2 separate regions of the Capra hircus genome follow, and region 2 is linked to region 1. The links are chromatin contacts, called in public Hi-C maps. All regions are on one chromosome and are shown on one strand. Each heading gives the region's core, a stretch centred on a gene start, on an enhancer-like site or on the middle of the called end of the contact. The rest is flanking DNA. Distances are from core to core; before and after follow the strand shown.

Evidence for each region. A called contact is a pair of places that touch in the nucleus more often than the background predicts.
Region 2: a Hi-C map of blood shows a contact between it and region 1, with 2.3 times the contacts expected there. The contact joins two enhancer-like sites. A contact is called at or near these places in 2 of 5 Hi-C or Micro-C datasets (both in blood).

Annotation. Positions count from the first base shown.
Region 1 is chr21:27,339,932-27,344,020 of ARS1.2, reverse strand. No RefSeq gene overlaps it. Among named protein-coding and RNA genes, the nearest start is that of KLF13, 86 kb to the right of the region's middle. Within about 2 kb of position 2,185, at least 2 of the 5 cell types and tissues checked have an H3K27ac peak or open chromatin away from gene starts, as enhancers often do.
Region 2 is chr21:27,392,332-27,397,098 of ARS1.2, reverse strand. No RefSeq gene overlaps it. Among named protein-coding and RNA genes, the nearest start is that of KLF13, 140 kb to the right of the region's middle. Within about 2 kb of position 2,233, at least 1 of the 5 cell types and tissues checked has an H3K27ac peak or open chromatin away from gene starts, as enhancers often do.

The sequences.
Region 1 (4,089 bases), core at 936-3,435:
ATTGGAAACCTAGCATCACTTAATGAATTTTCCCTTTAAATCAGTGTGTGTGTGTGTGTGTGTGTGTGTGTGTGTGTGCGCGCCCTCAGTCATGACTCTTTAGGAATCCCTGGACTGTGGCCCACCAGACTCCTCTGTCCATGGGATTTCCCAGGCAAGAATACTGGAGTGGGTTGCCATTTCCTCCTCCAGGGGATCTTCCCCACCCAGGGATTGAACATGTGGCTCCTGCATTGGAGCTTCCTCCGGGAAGCCCTCCATACAGTTTCTTTAATCATGGAGACATCTGGTCTCTGCGGCCCTTTCCTGTCCTCAGTGAGGGTTGCAGAGGCTCTGAGCCTCCGTCTCCTCCTGGGCCACCTGGCACAGGTCTCTCTCTTTTGCGTTCCAGCCGGGATCCCTCTGAGGGACTCTGCACTTTGCAGTGGACACTGGGCTGGACTAGGGGTGGGATAACGCCCGCAGGGCGGGCCTAATAAGATCCTACCCTATGACGCCTCCCCGAGCGCCAGACAAGGCGGCAGGCTGTCTCAGGTTTCTGTGGAGAGGCTGGGGGCGGTGCCTGCGGCCGGGCCGGGGTACACGCTGGAGAGCTGGGCTCCGTCTCACTCAGTGTGCCTCTCTACAAACACCGATCCTGATCCTGTCGCTAGAAGCTAAGCTGGACCTTCTTCGCAGCTGCATCAATGTGACGCGTTTATGGATCCCTTCCGAGACCCGGGGAAGCCTGGCGCGCGCCGGGACGGACCGGCGGGCGGGGCGCATCTTCCACGTGGGGGTTCCCAGGCCTGCCCTCGGTCGCCGCCACCCGGGCTCCGTCTGGAACGCGTGCCTGTGCGCTTGTGTGCGGCGGGTCGGGACGTAGGCGCGCGCTCTGGCTAGGGGAGTTTTTGTCCCCTTAGTTTCTCCAGAAGGAGAGGCATAAACACGCCTGTGCAGAAAACAAACCGTAGGCAAGTCACAACCAAAACTCTCTCTGCCGAGATTGGAACACGATATGCTGCCACGGAGGGGAATTAATTATAACACTGTGTGGGTCCTTGGGAAAAGCTGGGAACCGAGGGAGTAATTCTTGGGCACACCTCCTTCTCTTCTCCTCCTCCCGGGAGGGGAAGGCAGTGAGAAAGGTGCCTTCCACCCCCTGCAACTCCACCCCCCTACCCTCAGGGAGGACCCATGTTCGATATGCCTCCGGTTGCTCAAAGTATCTGACTGATTCCCGCGGGCGATCTCAATAGTAAAGCCCCAGGAAAAAGGATTTGCTTTAAAAAAAGAAGAAGCAGCTTACAAATAATTGCTCTCCTACCCAATGTTTTAAAAAATGTTTATTTATATTTGGCTGCACCGTGTCAAATATAAATGAGATGATGAGATGGTTGGAAGGCATCACCGACTCTATGGACATGAGTGTGAGCAAGCTCCCGGAGTCTGTGATGGACAGGGAAACCTGACGGTGCTTCAGTCCCCGGGGTCACAAAGAGTCGGACACGACTGAGCGACTGAACTGACTGACTGCACCGAATCTTAGTAGCAGCAGGCGAGATCTAGCTCCCTGTCCAGGGATCCAACTTGGGACCCCTACACTGGGAGCTCGGAGTTTTAGCCACTGGACCACCAGAGAAGTCCCGTAACCAGTACTTTTTAAGTTTCAAGAGGAAAGCAAGTGAGGGGCATGACTGGCACACAGTCAGTACCCAGGACAGGTTGGCACTTCCCCGGGGCGCTTTTCTCCTTCAGCATTTTCGTGTATCTCATCTTCACAGGCTCCCAAGGCAGGTCCCTGTGTTATTGATTGCACAAGTGTCAGTCGGTGGCAGTGTGGCCCCAGAGTCCAGATCCTGGGCTATATCGTGACGTGGTCGTGGGTGTCCTTAGAGAAGACCGCGCCGTCGCCCACGTACAAGGCGGCAGGCCCCAGGCGACAGCTGGAAGTACAGCATGGACGTGAAGCTGAGCTCAGCATCCTGCGCGCCGCCGTGCAGGGCGAGCAAAGGTTCATCTTCGCGGGCCTGCTGCTCACCAGCCACCGGCACCAGTTCCAGGAAGAGGTGATCGGCTACTACCTGATCCGCGGGCAGGAGCGCTTCAGGAGCAGCGGCGCCGCGAAGCCTCCCTCGCTGCCTCCAAGATCAAGCGGCCGCCAGGTAGGCCAGAGGCCGAGGGCTCGCGCCGGTGCTCAAGCTCGAGTGCGCGAGCCTCGTACCGGCGGGGGGCATTCGGGCGGCTACGTCCAGGCCTCCTTTGCAGCCTCTGGGCGCCGGGGAGACAGAGCGTCCCTCAGGTGCAGGCGGTGGGAGCGCTGTGGCTGTGCGCCATGTATTGGCAGCAGAACCGCTTGCAGCCAGGCACCCGGGCGGGGGTGGCGGGGGCGGAAGAATCCAAGTCGCAGAGCTACACTGAGGACTTTGGCCCGGCGCAGGGAGGCCTGGCGTTAGCCAATGGCAACGCGCGGGCCGCGCACTTGAACTGTTAGGGCAGCTGGGGTGCAGGGCCGGCGCAGCGGCGCTGCCAGGGCGAGAACTACTGGCGCCCGAGATCCAGCGCTGCAGCTCACGCTGCTACTGCGGGGAGCGGCGGCGGCGGCGCAAGGAGCCTGCGGCCTAGATCCTGAGCGCGCGCCGCGGCCCCGCCTGCCCGGCTGTCCTCTCCACGCGGTCAGTGTCTCCTTTGCGGTCTGGTCCACCCGGAGGCCAGCGATCCTCCGTCCGTGCTCTGTATGCGTTTGGTCACAAGGTCCTCGTGGTGCCGGAACCTGCACTGACGCCAGCCACCCAGGTAGTAAGTACACAGATAGGACACAAGTTATGCTGCGGAAAGTGGTGTGCTAGCTGGTGTCTGCCTCGTGCCTGTGGGAACTCAACAGCCATTGAATGGGGAGAGAAATAAAGACATTTACAGCCCTTTGCTTTTTGATGGGTATATTTTACATGCTTTGGGGGAGGGGCTTTTCCCCCCTAACCTTGCCAACTGGCCTCTTCCATGGAGCGGTCACCTGAGTGCCATCGGGCCCACTCAGGGTTTTGAAGCGAATTTGCCTCCCTGGGATGCGGGTGGCGGCTCTGCCCTGGCCTCCCACCTGTGCCCCCATCCCTCTCCCCGCGCCCCTTGAGGAGAGGGCGCTTGGATGTCCACTAGCCCCTTTAGGAGCACTGGTTCCATCTCATAAGCAAAACCTCCTCCCACACCCTCAACTCAACAGTGACATTCACACATCATCAGAACTGCCAGCGACTGCAGAATGGGCATCTCCAGACAGCCTACCTCTCAGGTTGAAGGCCTCTGGAACTGTAAGATACACACAAGTCCCCTGGAATCTTTAAAGCAGATTGTGACTTAGGTGTGTGGCAGCCTGAGATCTCTGCATTTCTTTCTTTAAAAAAAGAAAAAAGAAAAGAAATTGGCCATCTGGGCTTGTGGAATCTTAGCTCCCTGACCAGGGATGGAGCCTGAGCCCCCTGCACTGTAAGTCTGGAGTCTTAACCACTGGACCACAAGGGAAGTCCCTGAATGAGGTATTTGTAATGAGCATAAACATGGGACATAATATTTCCGTACATTAAGAGAGCTGTCTACAGATGTCTTCCTTTGTTACCACATCTGCTGGTCACAGATCTTTGAATCATGTTCTTTTCAAGTTCCTGACCATCCAGTAAACTGTCTTTCCCTACCCATAAATCAGTGTGGATTGGGATTTCTTTTTTTTCTCTCTCTTTTTTTTAAATCTTATTTTTTTTAACACCGAAAACATTTTGTATTGGGGTATAGCCAATTAACAATGTTGAGTTAGTTTTAGGTGAACAGTGAAGGAACTCAGCCATATATATATATATATATATATATATGTTGGATCGAGATTTCTCTACAGTGGCGCTAATCACATTTGGGGTTAGACCATCCTTTTTTTTAGGGGAAAGTCCTGTGTGCACTCTAAGAAGTGCAGCAACATCCCTGGCTGACCTCTACCCCCTAGAGGCCAGTAGCTCCCTCCACCTAAATATGACCAACAAAAATGTTGCCAGACATTGCCAAAGGTCTCCAAAGTGGTAGGGGAAGGGAAAGAATCACTTGTGTACGTGAATTCTTCTGGCC
Region 2 (4,767 bases), core at 984-3,483, 53 kb before region 1:
AAATGGATAATCAACAAGGGCCTCCTATATAGCACAGGGAACTCTACTCAATATTGTTAATAACCTACAATGGAAAAGAATCTGAAAAAAAATAGACACATGTATAAATGAATCACAGTGCTGTATACCTGAAACTAAAACAGCATTGTAAATGACCTATACTTCAATTTTTAAAAAAAACAAACTCCAGATTTAAACTTAGATGCATTTCAATCTGCTGAAGTTTTTCCTCTTGCTGATGTTCAAAGTGTCCCATCTTTGGTCTCTTCAAGACCCAGATCCTTTTAATACCATTCCAGTGGGTCTGAAGGTTCCTGTGCTCTGACAAAATATTCCAGGTACAACTTGAACAGTTCCTATTCTTGACTCAGAATCTGCCATTTGTCGGAGGAGTCCTAGTTTCCTTTAGCAGAAAATTGAATTTCAAACCCACCATCAAGGGGTCTGGGTATCTTTCTACTGTTGGCGAGGCCACCATTTCCAGGCCTCTCTGGGTAACAGAGCTGATTAGGGGAGTTAATATTTAACGGAGAGAAAGTCTCAGTTTCACAAGATTAAAGAGTTCTGAACATGGATGGTGGTGATGGCTGCAAACAATGTGAATGTACTTAATGCCACAGAACTGAACACTTAACAACAGTGAAGAGAGTCACTTTCATGTTGTATTTTACCACAGGTTTTAAAAAGAGCACTGAATATATCTGTTTTATACAATTTTCACACAACAGTAGGATACAAATTTTATTCCAGTTCCCACAGGCTATAAACTAGGAACACTGGAACATATCTAGGGACATACAACAAAGTGCCAAAAAAATTATGTTGAATTGGTTCATAGTGCTTTTCAGGTATATTATATCCTTCTGCTCTGTATGTTTATTCTATTAATTATTGAGAGTTTGATATTGAAACTCCAGCTAAAAATCTTAATTTAGATACTTAAAAATTGTAATATACAGTGGAACTATAAATAACTTTGTTCTGTATTTTCTAAGTCTCCTGTAAATGTGTTATTATACTTTCAAAATTTTAAAAATAAAAGAGAAATAAATAAATACAAAGCATTGAAAATTTTTTCCAATAAGCGAGTCCCACACAAAAGTTAACACTGACCAGGAAATGAGGGTGGTACCCAAACACTTCTAACAAGACTCTCCTTCACTAGTGAGCAACTGTGGGTGAGGATGAACGAGAGACTTTCACTTTTCACATTTTTCTAATATTCTTGCCTGGAGAATCCCATGAACACAGAAGCCTGGCAGGCAACTGTCCATAGGATTAGAGTCAGACACGACTGAAGCAACGTAGCATGCATGAACACATGACTTATATGTTTGTTTCAATGTTACTTTACAATCAGCTTCAAAGTTTTTAGGACAAATACTAAACCATTCAGCCTAACTATTTAATAAGCAGAGCTGTTAGGTATTTCTTTTGTCCTGGAGACTATGTGAAATTAAGGCAAAATGAAAGGTGCTGTGATCGGAGAAAGTTTAGGATCCTAAGGAAGGTTCTGGTTTCATCTTAACTAATTCCATTACCATACGATCCAGCAACCCCACTCCTGGACATATACCTGGTCATAACAGCACTATTCTCAATAACCAAGACCTGTATGGTACAGGGAACTACATTCAACATCCTGTGATAAACCATAATGGAAAAGAACACGAAGAGAATGTATACATGTGTATAACTGAGTTACTCTGCTCTACAGCAGAAATTAACACAGCATTTGTAAGTCAACTACACATCAATAAAATGGAAAAAACCCCAACTCCATATCCTATGTGGCTTCAGAAGAGCAGCTTAGTTCTACTGAGATTTATGTGTAGGACCCAGGACAGTACAGCTCCAGGACTTAGTGTAGTGCCCTCTGGGGAGCAGCCCTCCTGGGGCCCCCACACTCCAGCCAGCCAGCCAGCAGTGGGCAAAGCCAGGCAGCAAACCCACTGTGTGATGTGTGAGTCCAGCCATGGTGGTCACCTGGAGGGGCTGCCATCCTGCAGAGGCCAGTGCACCTGAACTTGACGATCTGGACGCAGCCTCAGACCCCAGCCCACACAGCTGGGGAAGGAGACAGAATGTGCCAGACAGATAGATCCCAGCCCAGGTCCCCCACGTTGACCACACCCCTTGTGACATCCCTGCAGGCAGGACCCAGCTGTCCCCTTGGCCAGGCACACTGGGCACAGGCTCAGATGGCCTCGAGGCCAGCACCCAGCACACGCAGGTGTGTCCTGTGCGCACCGGAGCCTGCTCTCCTGCAGGCACAGCCAGGAGGAGCTGAACAGGACTTGGCGGTTGATCAACTGCTTCCTCTTTCTGCATAAACATCCCTGTCTGTCAGATGCACACTGCCATCATGCCCATTTCAGACAGGAAGGAGGGGAGACTGAGGCTCAGAAAGGCGGGGGCTCCCAGGGGGTGCCAGAGTGAGCGGGAAGACAAGTCAGGATCTGTCTCTGCCTCGGGCCCCCCTTGTCCTCGCTCTGTCACCAGCCCTCAACCCCTGCTGCTACCTGCCCTTGCTCATCATCACCAGATCGCCAACCTGCCCCCGCCCAGGTCCCTCTTGGCTTCCCTTTCACTCCCCTGTGTCCAACAGCCCACCTGCCCAAGGGCTCTGTGAATGAAGTTTACTAAATAGAAACGTGCTCACAGAAACAGAAACAGGCTTTCCTAACAGGAAAAATGATGGGGGAGCAGGGAGAAATTAGCTGGTTCTGATTAACATACACACTCTACTATTTATAAAAATATAATAAAAAAGGACCCACTCTATAGCACAAGGGGTCCTATGAGTAAACTTCACTCCCGCCCTCTCTTTGCATCCTGACTCTCATCCCCGGGGGCTGAGCCATGAAGAGGAATTCACGGGCACCTGACATGCTGGGCCATGGGTGTGATTACCTTGTGCAGGGAGCTGCCTGGGACACCAAGGGATGAGGTGGCCTGTGTGCTGACCCGGCCACCCACCACGTCCACACAATCCCAGGACTGGCCGGGGTGCTCTGCTCCATGCATGTGTGCATGCAAAGACACCTCAGTCATGTACTGTTCTTTGTAACCCCATGGACTGTAGCCTACCAGGTCCCTCTGTCTGCAGGTTTCTCCAGGCAAGAATACTGAAGTAGGTTGCCATTCCCTCCTCCAAGAGATCTTCCTGATCCAAGGATCAAACCTGAGTCTCTTGCATCTCCTGCACTGGCAGGCGGATTCTTTACCTAAACGAGTCATCTAGGAAGTATTCACTTAAATATGGATGTACATGTGTTTTTTTCAGGTTCTTTTCACATTCAGTTTATTACGGAGGGCTGCATAGGACCCCTTGTGCTATAGAGTGGGTCCTTTTTTATTATATTTTTATAAATAGTAGAGTGTGTATGTTAATCAGAACCAGCTAATTTCTCCCTGCTCCCCCATCATTTTTCCTGTTAGGAAAGCCTGTTTCTGTTTCTGTGAGCACGTTTCTATTTAGTAAACTTCATTTATATCTATTTCAAGATTCTATCTAGAGGTGACATCATGATACTTGCCTCTCCCTCTCTTACTTCACTTAGTATCATCTCTTTAATACTTTCCTGTGGCTGGAAACAGCATACTTTCGTCTTATTCATGGCTGAGTAACACTGTATTGTGTATGGTACCCCATTTTCTTTATCCACTCATCAGTCCTTCTACTGTTAGGCTGCTTCCGTATCTTAGTGTACGTAGTGCTGCCATGATTGTTGGGGTGCAGGTGTCTTAAAATTTTGGTTTTCTCTGAATCTATGCCCAGGTGTGAGATTGCTGGGTCACATGGCACTTCGTGTTTAGTTTTTCAAAGAACCTTGGCATTGTTCTCCCTAGTGGATGTAAGTTCCCACCAACAGTGTAGGATTCACTTCTCTTCACACCATTTCCAGCATTCATTGTTGTAGATTTTTTGAGACGGCCATTCTGACGGGTGTGAGGTGACACCTCATTGTACTTTTGACTTACCTTTCTCTAAGAATTAGTGTTGCCGAGTATCTTTTCATGTTTTATGGCCTTTTATGCCTTCTTTGGAGAAATCTTTGACACATTTTTTAAATTGGGTTACTCTATGGACGTGAGTCTGAGTGAGCTCTGGGAGTTGGTGATGGACAGGGAGGCCTGGCGTGCTGCGATTCATGGGGTTGCAAAGAGTCGGACACGACTGAGCGACTGAACTGAACTGAACTGAACTGAAAGAAAAAATATATTGACCTGCACTAGCTGTTCACGTGTTTTGGAGATAATTCCCTGTGGGTATCTTTGTTTGCAAATGTTTTTTCCCATTAGGAGGGTTGTCTTTTTCTTTCATTTATGATCTTTCTGTGCCAATGGTTTTAAGGTTAATTGGGTCCCACGTTTATTGCATTCAGAATTTGCTATTTTTATCAAAGCATGTTCTGCTTGTTTTCGAGTTTCATGGCATCCATTTTTCCATTTAGATCTTTAATCTATTTGGAGTATATTTTTGTGTATTGTGTTATGACATAGTCTAATTTTATTCTCATTTTCCTCCTAGGAAGAACCTGCACACTATCCTCCACAGTGAGTTGTAAGTCACTCAGTCGTGTCCAACTCTTTGCGACCCTATTGATTATACAGTCCATGGAATTCTCCAGGCAGAATAGAGTGTGTAGCCTTTCCCTTCTCCAGGGGATTGTCCCAACCCAGGGATCGAACCCAGGTCTCCCACATTGCAGGCGGATTCTTTACCAACTGAGTTATCAGGGAAGTCCTCCACAGTAGCTGTTC